Linked DNA regions of Gossypium hirsutum: region 2 is linked to region 1. A link is a contact called in public Hi-C data. All regions are on one chromosome and are shown on one strand. Each heading gives the region's core, a stretch centred on a gene start, on an enhancer-like site or on the middle of the called end of the contact. The rest is flanking DNA. Distances are from core to core; before and after follow the strand shown. Region 1 holds the start of LOC107909542. Region 2 holds the start of LOC107909499 (RNA-binding protein 38).

The links. Hi-C and Micro-C count contacts between places; a contact is called where the count stands out from the background.
Region 2: a contact with region 1 is called in a Hi-C map of hypocotyl, with 1.8 times the contacts expected there. The contact joins the promoter of LOC107909499 here to the promoter of LOC107909542 in region 1. A contact is called at or near these places in 3 of 34 Hi-C or Micro-C datasets (hypocotyl, leaf and petal).

The regions. Positions count from the first base shown.
Region 1 is chrD08:37,775,591-37,781,277 of Gossypium_hirsutum_v2.1, forward strand. It overlaps LOC107909542, which reads left to right and starts at 1,348. Exons shown (of 16, transcript XM_041099106.1): 1 at 1,348-1,804; 2 at 2,387-2,437; 3 at 2,520-2,750; 4 at 3,160-3,258; 5 at 3,370-3,425; 6 at 3,695-3,806; 7 at 4,059-4,238; 8 at 4,338-4,604; 9 at 4,960-5,145; 10 at 5,225-5,425; 11 at 5,509-5,619. The coding sequence starts at 1,682.
Region 2 is chrD08:38,005,886-38,011,252 of Gossypium_hirsutum_v2.1, forward strand. LOC107909499 (RNA-binding protein 38) reads left to right here and starts at 2,002. Exons shown (of 5, transcript XM_016837041.2): 1 at 2,002-2,715; 2 at 2,799-2,934; 3 at 3,083-3,215; 4 at 3,328-3,361; 5 at 3,601-4,412. The coding sequence starts at 2,485. The coding sequence ends at 3,888. LOC107909480 (polyadenylate-binding protein-interacting protein 10) reads right to left here. Exons shown (of 12, transcript XR_001687259.2): 10 at 5,356-5,367; 11 at 5,144-5,280; 12 at 4,912-5,077.

The sequences.
Region 1 (5,687 bases), core at 98-2,597:
ATAACCAGAAATCAAACAATTACATAAAGCAACATCTAGACGAGGCATCTGATTAAATACCATAACTGCACTATTTGTCTCCACATTTAGCATACATATCAATAAGGTTGGTATTTACAAACTCATCCCCATCAAGTCCAGTCTTTGCAATCAAACCATGGTAAGTCCTTCCAAATTCTAAACATCCTTCACCACCGTAAAGCTTTAGAATGCTAATCAAATGACTAATGTCCAAATCATTTCTAGCATAATCACCATTTTCCCTAGTTCCAATTTCGCAAAGATATGTTGACACACTGGTACTAGTTCTTTCTGGCATTCAAGCTAATACCTTGCATTCATTCTTTAACGAAACTTGTTCTCTTAATACGCATGTTGTTGGAAAGTTAAATCTTTGAAGCAAGGTTTGATCTTTAACAGAACCAACAAAAAACAAAGAAGACTTTTTTTTACAGTGTCTTCTTATTCTCTGTTATTAAGGGGTTTTTTTAGGGTTTTTTTCAATTTCTTCTTAAATTGGGTGGGTTTCCATTGTGGACATCCAACGTGGCAAGTTAATTGGCCACATCAGCTAGTTAGCTTACCACATCAGCGGACTGTTTTGTCACTTTTTTATAACGTTAGTGACTGTTTTGGTATTTTTTTAAAAGTTGAGTGATTGAAATGAAACCTAGGTGACTGTTTTGTTAGCTACCTCAAAGTTGAGTGACTGTTGATGTAATTTACCCTTTATTTTTTTTTCTTTCAAATTAACATTATAGCTTACTTTCTCATATAGTTTCAAATTTGTATATTATTTAAAAATTAAGAGAAATTATCATTACCAATGATAAATAACATTAATTAAAAATGAGTTATTTAAAAACTAATTAAAAATTAAACGCATTAAATTACATGCAATGTATGTAACATTAGAATCTAATTTAAGAAAAACCTTAATACAATGTCATTTTGTTTCTAAAAAATGGTAATTCTTTTTTTTTACAACTCTATACACCTTTTGTTACTATTCTACAAAATATTATTTTCCATATTAAAAATTAATTTAAAAAATTGTAATACAATATTTCTTTACAAAATTATAAATAACTTTCATTATTTTATAAAATAATATTTTAATTAATACACGCAGATAAACTCTTGCAATGTAAATTAGATAATCTTATAAAATGCGGTGTAAAAACAATATTAGCAAAATTCATGGTGCATGAAGTAATGTGACAAAAATATTGACTACTACTAGTACTGGCAGACCAGAAATGTGCAGGACACGCGCGACCAGAAAGCGTGATGGGATCCTATTGTGGACGAAGTTGCGCTATAAATGGCGGGAGCCTTTCCTGGGTCGAAATTTCACACGCCCAATCATCTCTCTCGCTCTCCATTGCGTTAAAATCTCACTATTATTTATCGGACTAAACTAAAAATTTTCTCCAAAAACCCTCCAAATTCCAATCTTTAAATTAAAACCCAACTTCCCCCATTGTTCTCCATCTCTTTCTCTTTTATCATTTGCGATCTTTTCTTTTAATTTTATTCAGTTCTAGGGTTTGGTTTATTTATTTAATTGAAAATTGAAAAACCCTAGGTTTTTTTTTTCTTTTCCTTTTTTCTTTTTGGGTCTGCTTTTTGCAGATAGAGAAAGTGAGAGAGTTGGTGTAGTGTCGGGCATTCTGATTCAATGGAGGCAGCGGCCGCTGTTGCCGCCGCACGGGGCGGTGCGCTCCCAATGTCGTCATCGTCGCGTAAGGAGTGGCGTGCCGTTTCGGACCATCACCTGGTTCGTAACCATGGGGATGAAGTGGTAATTTCATTTTTGATGAATATCTTCGCTTTTTGGTATTATTTGAGTTCTGAGAGAATGTTGGATTCAGAACGAAAATTCCTCTTGTTTGGCTCCTATGAACAAGTAAAAAACAGTTACCGGGTTTGATTTGGTTTTAACTACTAGTGTTTGGGATTCTTCACACGTGTTAACCAAAAAAATTAGGGTTTATCTTTTTCTATTCTCATTCTTTTCTTGCTCTCTTGATTGTGTACACTTCGAGTTTTCATTATTAAGTAACGCTATTATTTTGCACTTCGTGAGTTTATTAGTAATAGCATTTGGCTCATTAATTAAAAAAAGGGGGTTACATTGATGAAAAGCTTGTCCCATTGTTGGTTGAAATAATTAGGAATGTTAATTGGGTTTAATTCAAATTGTATAAGTGTGTATATGATCCCAAGAGTCAAGTGTTTTGTGTTTACTGCTGTGAGGAAATGCCCAGCTCTGAAGGGCAGAATTGAGCATCAAGTTATTTGGTTAAGTGGCGAAAGATTATTATTGCTATGTTCGATAGACCATTGATGTTTATTGTATGTTTTCTTTTATTGTGACATGCAGGAAATGGACAGATCAAAGTTGGGACAATCAGACGAGAGAACCATATATGAGGTAAGGTATTTTAATCTTAAAATTAAATTCTATTATGAGAATGGTGAGTAGTGAACATTGTTGAATGTCTATCAAGGTGCAGCATGGAAGAGAGCCTGCTGATGTTGACTTCTGCTCAATCACGGCTGATGAAAGTTTAGATGATGAATTATTACAACAGAGGATCCACAATATTACTAGACAAAGAGAGGAGCTATTGCAGATGGAGGTTGAACTCCGAGCACAGGCAATTGCAAGATCAAGGGTCCTGGAAATTCAGAGCAGCTGTGATTCAAAAATAACAGCCCACGTCAATGCTGTTGCCAAGCTTGAGGTTTGAATTTAGAATATGATTCATAGTATGATTGTTCTGCAATTCAACTTTCAGAGAAAAAGAAGTTTTAGTTGCTTCTATGAATTCAAAATTGATCTTGATTTATGAACAAGACATGAAAACAGAATTTCAGATTATAAACTTTAAGAAATAATGTCATCATGTTTCGACTGTTGAAGTCAATGAGTAAAGACATATTCCTTTTTTCTTCCGGAGTTGTATCCTGGGCATAGTGTTAATTATTTTGAAATTACATATTGAATGTCTTATGTTTGACAGTTTGAGTGGTCTATAAAAAACCAATCGGATCCATTGGCACTTGAAATTATTCCAATAATGCTACAAGTAGGTTCTACAATATTGCTGTCCTGTGACCTTCAATCTGTATTTTGGCTTTATGCTTGATTAGGAGCAACTCGATGAAAGAGAACAGACCATACATGAATTCGAAAGGAAAATGGAAGAGAAAGACAGAGAGTTGCATGCCATCAAAGTTGATAAAGAAGAGGTCCATCAATATGTTTATCCTGCTTTTGGATAAGCTTTATTTTTCTTTTAAAATAAAACATGATATTTAGAAAGTCATGTATAAATTAGCCCTACTTGGTTATCTTGGCAGGTCTGGGCAAAGGAAGATCTTCTCAGAGAGCAAAACAAGGAACTGGCTACTTTCAGGTCCATGTTTTATGGTTAAGGCCTTTTTATTTGTTGTAAACATAAACCTCTAAGGATTACCACTGATATGAATGCTTTGTTTATTTTTCCCTGAAATTTTTCTAAACCTATCTAAGGGTTGAGTTAATATATTAGCTTAGCATCTGAATGGCATTCTCAAATAGTTTTCTGCTTCTTCTGTTGGTTACTGCTTTTAATACATTAGCCTTGCAGCTGTGTTTAAACCTTCTGAAACTTTTATGGGTTTCCTATTCTTTGTCTTTTGGCAGAAGAGAACGTGATCATTCAGAAGCTGAGAGAGCTCAACACATAAAACAGATACATGATCTTCAAGAGCATGTTCAAGATAAAGAAAGGCAGCTTATTGACTTGCAGGAACAGGTCACTACTTTTACTTGATTTTAACCTTTTTCTATTTTTAATTCCCGAGATTAAGGTTTAATATTCTGTTAAACTATCCGTGGTGTGCATCTGTAGGTTTTTGAAAATGGCATTACTTTCAGATGAACTAAATTTATAATAACAGAATTGTTTGTGTTGGAAATTTAAGCCAAGTAACAGTTTCAATTTACTATACTGCCGATTGATAGAAGACAGCAAGCTACATGTTCTAATAGTAGTCTTATTCTTCAGTATAGGGCTGCTCAAGAAGCCATTCTTTATAAGGATGAACAGTTGAGAGATGCCCAAACTTGGATTTCACGTGTCCAGGAGATGGATGCTTTGCAGTCAAGTACAAACCACTCCTTACAGGCTGAGTTGAGAGAACGTACAGAGCAATATAACCAGCTCTGGCATGGATGTCAGAGACAGGTAGACAAGCCTTTAGTTTCTTGTTTACACTTCTCACTTAATAGATTGGATGTCATTTTTAGCAATTACATTGATCTTATTCCTGGTTGTTAATGTTAGTTTGCAGAGATGGAGAGACTTCATTTGCATACAATACATCAACTTCAACTTGAGCTGGCTGATGTGAGAGAGAGGAATGGTTCTTATACTGATGGATCACATATGTCCCAAACAAAATCAAAAGATCTTTCTCAATTTGGTCAAACTAATGGAAAACAGGTGGATTCTAATGGAAGTGGTGCAACAAATGCTAATACTGGGATTATTTCAAATGGGGCTTCAGACAATGTGCAAACTTTTGTTTCACCTGGAAATGCACCAAATCCGGTAAAATTGCTGGCTTTTCTGATCTTTTGCTTAGATTGTGTCATAAATATATTTATAGCCATCTATGTTATAGGTGCATGCCTTTTTTCATATAGTAATTTATTTCATTGCCAAAATATGATACAACTCTCTTGGTTTTTGTTGATCACTCCAACCCTCCCTCCCTCTTTCTACATTTTATCTAATGTCTGGTTTCTGATGGTGCTTGTAAAGTTATATTAGAATTTGTTTAGTTGTAGAACTTGGGCTTTTATTTAATAATGGTCAAATTCTGATCCTTTCTATCTTGTTTATAACTTGTTTTATTACTTCAGCTTTGTTCCCTTTAAATGACTTTGTTTACTCTTAGAATCAGAATGACCATGTTCCAAGTGTTCCAATTGCTCCACTTGGGTTGCCTACATACCTCCCACCTGGGCAGGTGTCTGCTCTGCATCCATTTATCATGCATCAACAGGGAGCTCCCCATTCTGTGACATCTCATGTTGGGCACTACTCAATGCCAGATACAGCATCCATCCAACAGTGGCAGAACCAGCTGGTATGGTCAAACCTGTGCATTTTCAATTTTCCCAAGGTTTTCTTTGTTGTATGTAATGGTTTTTCTTCATGTTTCTCAGACTTCCCCAGAGGGTTTACAGCTGTCTGCACAGAATCATATTCCACCACCCCAAACTGATCAAAAGCTTGGGGGCTCAGATGTAAAGTATGAATATGACTTGTCTGTCAATGGACAAGCCATTCGTTCAGACTATCTGGATCATATAAACCAAGGGGCAGAGCCCAATTCTGTGATATCATCATCTTCTGGGAAAGCTCAGGTACTAAAAAAATCTAGATCATTCTACTCACTGTGTGTTGTTTTTATCTGTTACTGGAACTTATTGAGACTATCTCTTTTCAGGTTGATGAGTCAATTAATGCAAGTTACCTTGTGGACTCCCAACCTGAGCCAACCATGCCGCAGGTCTCTTCACAATTTCATGATGCTTTAAGATTGAGCTCTGAACCCAAGGTTTGTCAGTTTGGCTAGTCTTCAAGCAGTTCAGAATCTTTGAGTTCTAACATCTCCTTAAATTTGAA
Region 2 (5,367 bases), core at 752-3,251, 230 kb after region 1:
TATTCTAAAAAGTAATTAATTTTGTATTATTTTATTATTTTATTAAATCTTTCAATTTTTATTTATATAATTAAAGTTTTGTATAATTTTTATAATTAAACTTATAAAAGTTAAAAAAAATTAAAAGTCTGTAAAAAAATTATTAAAATCTATAATTTGAAAAAAAAAGTGATTTGGTACAACAATACTCATCAGCATTATATTTTATATCTTTATATTTTTTTATATTTTTACGTCTTTATTATTAATAATTATTTCCATTTTGAATCATTGGCATTAATCTCTATTACATTAATCAGTGGTCAATGGTTCGATCTTCACCCTAGGTATGTAGTAACTTTAAAACTCGTGACTAGCATCTACCCCTTAATGAGTCTACAAAACACAAGGGATTAGTCACTAGACTCTGCTCCAATATATACCTTGGTAAACTAAAAATTTGTAGAAGGTTATTAAAATCTATAATTTATATAATTAAAGGTGAAAAAATAGAAAAATTTTGATAAAAATTATTAATTTTCTGAAAAATTATGAACCATACGTTTTATATATAATTACTTAGATGATGAAATAATAAATTTTATAAGGTTATTTGAAAATTATTTATATTTTATATGTATTTATTTAAATTATGAAATCATAAATTTCATAAGGTCAATGGTTATCTATAATAGTATTAAAAAGCCTAAAATTGTGATCTATTTATCGTGGGTTCATTTTCTCCGTATCATTGTACTAAGAAAAATAAAAGTAAAAAGTTTTAAATTTCTCTTATTTTATTTGTATTTTTTAAAAAAATATCATAACAATAAATTTTAAATTAAACATCATCTAGAATAACTTAGTCATAATATTTCGTAAGCTCCAAGACTTTACTCCTTAATAAATTTTAGACAATTAACTTCAAATTTAATATATTGATGTTATTGTATTTACAGTTGCAATCTCATTTAAGTTAATTTTCAAAAATTAAAAATTGTCATTTAATCTCTTTAAATCTTTAATGATGTCAGTTTTAATTAAGGGTTCAACATATTGGTTGAATTTGTTATATTTCCTTCCTAAATAATTTTAGTGTGAATGCTTAAAATATAGTAAATTTGATTCACCTAACATCTTATGTATTTTATTACTGTAATTTTATCCAAATTTCTTACTTAATTATACTATTAACTAAAGTTTGATTTTTATTGCATCTTTTTGACAGATGAATAGATAACTTAATGATAAATTAAAAAAAAAACATACTTGCAGCTTTTTTTTTGCTATGATAAATACTTAGCCTTCTAAGTTGAAAGTATATTCAAATCAATATAGTTTATTATACATTTTCATTAAGGTATTTGTTGTTATATTTTCGTATACATTAATATTCTCTTTCTATATATGGGTCCGATACTATAATCACATAACTTTTAAAAAATATATCATATTAGTTACTGGATTCGTTCCGAAATCAAATTTGTGTAAAAAAAATTAAAAAAACACAACTACAAGCCTTACTAAATATTTATGCTATTTTCATCACTTATTCCTCTATTTATTATTTATAATATTATACCTTCCAATTTAAACTAATTAAATAAGAGTAATTTAAGGTTGTTAGTTGAATTATTAATTAAAATAGTAATTTTTTCCTTTATACTAATAATTTAATTTATTAGTTGATTGTATTCTAAAGTTACTTAAAATAATATAATTCTATAATTATAAATTTTTAATAATTTTTTTATTTTAGAAAAATCTTTATTTTAATCTATCAAAAGCATAACCCTACATCGTGGGATTATATTCCTCAAATAGTATTGTATATGTATATGTATACATACATTAATATTTAGTGATTAGATTATATGGAAAAGGAATATATGCATAAACAAAATAAAGGGAGATTAGGAGAGAAGAAAGATGAAGAGTTGGATACAGCAAGGCACGTAACGTTGGACCCATTATAAAGTATATATCAAATTTCTTTTTTAAAAAAATTGGAAATAATAGGTTAGTTCGTTGTATTTCATTGGAAATTTCCCTTTTATCTCTCTTCTTTTTTTTCTTTTTCTTTTTTTACCTTGTTTTGTTAATCATCAGTACATGCCAAATAAAATCTTCAATAATCTTACAAGGTCGTTTTCCTATTTTCATTCTCTTGGCAACCTTTGGGGTGTTGGGTAGGCTTTTCTCTTCTGTTTTTTTCTCCTATTAACTCAATTTTTCGAACCTCGAAACAGTGATAACTTTCTCGTCTAGGGTATCTTTGTTAGGGAATCTTAAGGTGAGTTGGCAGCGGAAATCTAGTATAAGGTTTGGATAGAAAAGAAAGAACAAGAAAAAAACCATATTGATTGAGGTTGTTCTAAGAAGATTGATAATATTTTTGTCAGCCAACGTCTGTGTTCTTCGCCTTGTCTCCTCTTTTGCCCTTTTTAGGTGCTGATTCTTGCTTCCCTGGGGTTGGGTGTGTTTGTTGGGATCGATTGTTAATCCATGTCTGAAGCAGGGCAACATAAGGTGGGTGGGGGTGGGGGTGGGGGTGGGGGTGATCAGGGCAATGGCACAGGGTTTGGTGACACCACTTACACCAAGATCTTTGTCGGAGGTTTGGCTTGGGAGACCAAAACTGATACCCTCAAACGTTATTTCGAGCAGTTCGGAGAAATACTAGAAGCTGTTGTCATTAATGACAAAACTACTGGAAGATCAAAAGGTTACGGCTTTGTAAGCTCCCCCTCCATCATATCTTCTTCTTCTTCTTCTTTTCCTGTTCAAAGTCAAGGGTTTGATTATTATGGTATATGTAGGTGACGTTTAAGGATGTTGATTCGGCTTTGAGGGCTTGCTATAATCCATTTCCTGTGATTGATGGAAGAAGAGCAAACTGTAATCTTGCATCGCTTGGTGCTCAAAAGAATCGTCTATCTTCTGCTTCTCACTCTGGTCAGTATTCACCCATTTACATCAAATCAAAATATGGCTGTTAGATTATATTTTTTCTCTCCCATACTTTGCTGCTTAATTTCCGTCACCTTAATTGCTGTAATCGTATTTATTGCTTTATGATCAGTTTTCGTATGTTTGGCATAAGTTGCAGGGATTGAGAAATTTAGCCCATCCGCACCAGCACCACCACCTCGAGTCATGGCACCATCCGTTGCTGCTACTCCGGCATTTTACCGTCAATTCATTCCGCAATACGCATTTCCTTATTCGGCTTACGGGTGGGTAGATAGATCGGATTTCATAATCTCTCTGCCTTGCTTAAATTGTGTTAATTTCTTGTTTCCGTAGGTGGTTCAATGTTCTAAAAATGATTGTCTTTTGAACATTCAGGTATCCTGGCTACACGCAAAATATGTCTCCAATGGTTAGTCTCTTGTTATCATCTTATATTATACCTTCATACATATAATAGGCCTAACAATTGAACATAAAATGTGTGATCAAAAGGTAATACAAATATGACACAAATACATGAATGCATTGTTTTTTATATGGTTATTGTTGCCAACTTGTAACATGAATCCTTGATTGTTGTCTAAGATGAAACATTACAAAAATGTAAAAGCAATGTAGTGATTTGAAAATGGTGAATGTTATTTGCAGAGCTATTACAATGTATATGGAGGGCAAGCGTTCTCATCCCATTACAGTAGCAGTGGGGCGTCAGGATCCGCTGGAGTCTACATGGGTTACTTCCCATTCTATCCCCAGCATGGGCATGGGCATGGGCATGGGCAGAGCAACCAAAGTCAACACCCCAAAATAACTCACTATCCACATTTGGCTCAGCAATACCGACCATTTGGGAACTTAACCCTTGCTCCCTCAGCCTCTGCCGCACCTGCCACATCGCCAGGGACTACCACCTCTGCGCAAAATTCATCAGCCTAATTGGAAGTTAGAATATCATAACTAGGGTCAATAGTAACATGGATACAGACAAAGGAACTTAACCATTTTTAGCTTTGTTAGTTGGATGTACATCAATTTGACAGGCCACAATTTACACTTTTACCACTTTCTGGAAACACTTTTTTTCTTAAATTTTATGTCTCAAAATGATCCCTACAATGTCTGTCTTCTTATGGCAATATATATAAATTTGTATGAAATGAACATAAAATCATAGGATTCTAAGTTTTCTTATCTAAAAAGCAAAACTGGGTCTGAAGAACTGTGGAAGACAGACAAGTTGGGGGTTTGCTTGGCTTGTCAGTTCATCATACCCTTCCTTGGCATTGCAGTTATATTGTGGAGTCACTGTCTTTCTCTGTCGCATGTTTAAAAAGAGTAAAAAAAGTAACACATTCGTTGGGCAGTATTTTTCCTTTTTCCATTGTCAATCATTTTGCATATTCGGCTTCCGGAATTCATGAAGCATGTCGGGAATCCAAGAATATGCACACACACACACACAATTAAAATAGTCATAGAGTATCACATTATTGTGCATATAGAATTAATTTTACTCAATTTCTCCGCGTATAAAAAAAACACCGTTGTACAGCAAATCCCGCTAGTGGAAAGAGGACAATTGGCCCACATTTCACCGGAAAAAGGCAAATCCCAACTTTTCAAATAAGTAGGTGGCATTGCCTAGTCCATTTTTGTGGTTGATATGAAGCACTATCATTTACCCCCTCTCCCCCCCCCCAAAAAAAACAGAGAAAGAAAATTATTGTTAAATTCCTTGCAAAGATTATCATTTAAAGGATCTGATTCAGGTGAAAAAGACAAGAAACCACATTATTATTTATTAGTTCAAAATTTCCATGCCTTTCGGCATGTAGCCAATTCCAAAACTAAAATTAATTTGTGACGCTTTTGTTGCAATTCTTGCTCAATGTTGGTCACGGACATAAAAAAAAAATTACTGATAACATAGCTTGCCTAATTATACCATTAAACATTGAATCAGCAGAATCAAATCATTAATAGCATTAGAAACAGTATTAAACTATAGTTGTACAATCTGTCTTTAGGGATCACCCCTAGCTAGGAGTGAATTACAATATGAAATTAACATTCATATCCTCAAAAACCCCATCCAACTCTCTGCAAGCTAAAGAAATCCGACCCCCTATAAGTAACAAAGATACCGACTAAGATGTGGAACTCTGTATGATAACATTAACGTCAAAAGTACCTTGAATGTACTTGCTGTAGCTAAGTATGTATATGTTGGCGGTTGATCATTCCAAAAAGGAAGAAACAAGAAAGGGTGATTAGTTCATCGCAGGGAGTAGAGCACGGGGTCGAATAGGCGTCTTTGATGGGCTTACTCTGCATTTGCAACGCACATAAAATTAGGGAAGAATTTGAATTTAACTACCCAAAGTCTGATGCCTATAAACCAACCTTATGGGCAAT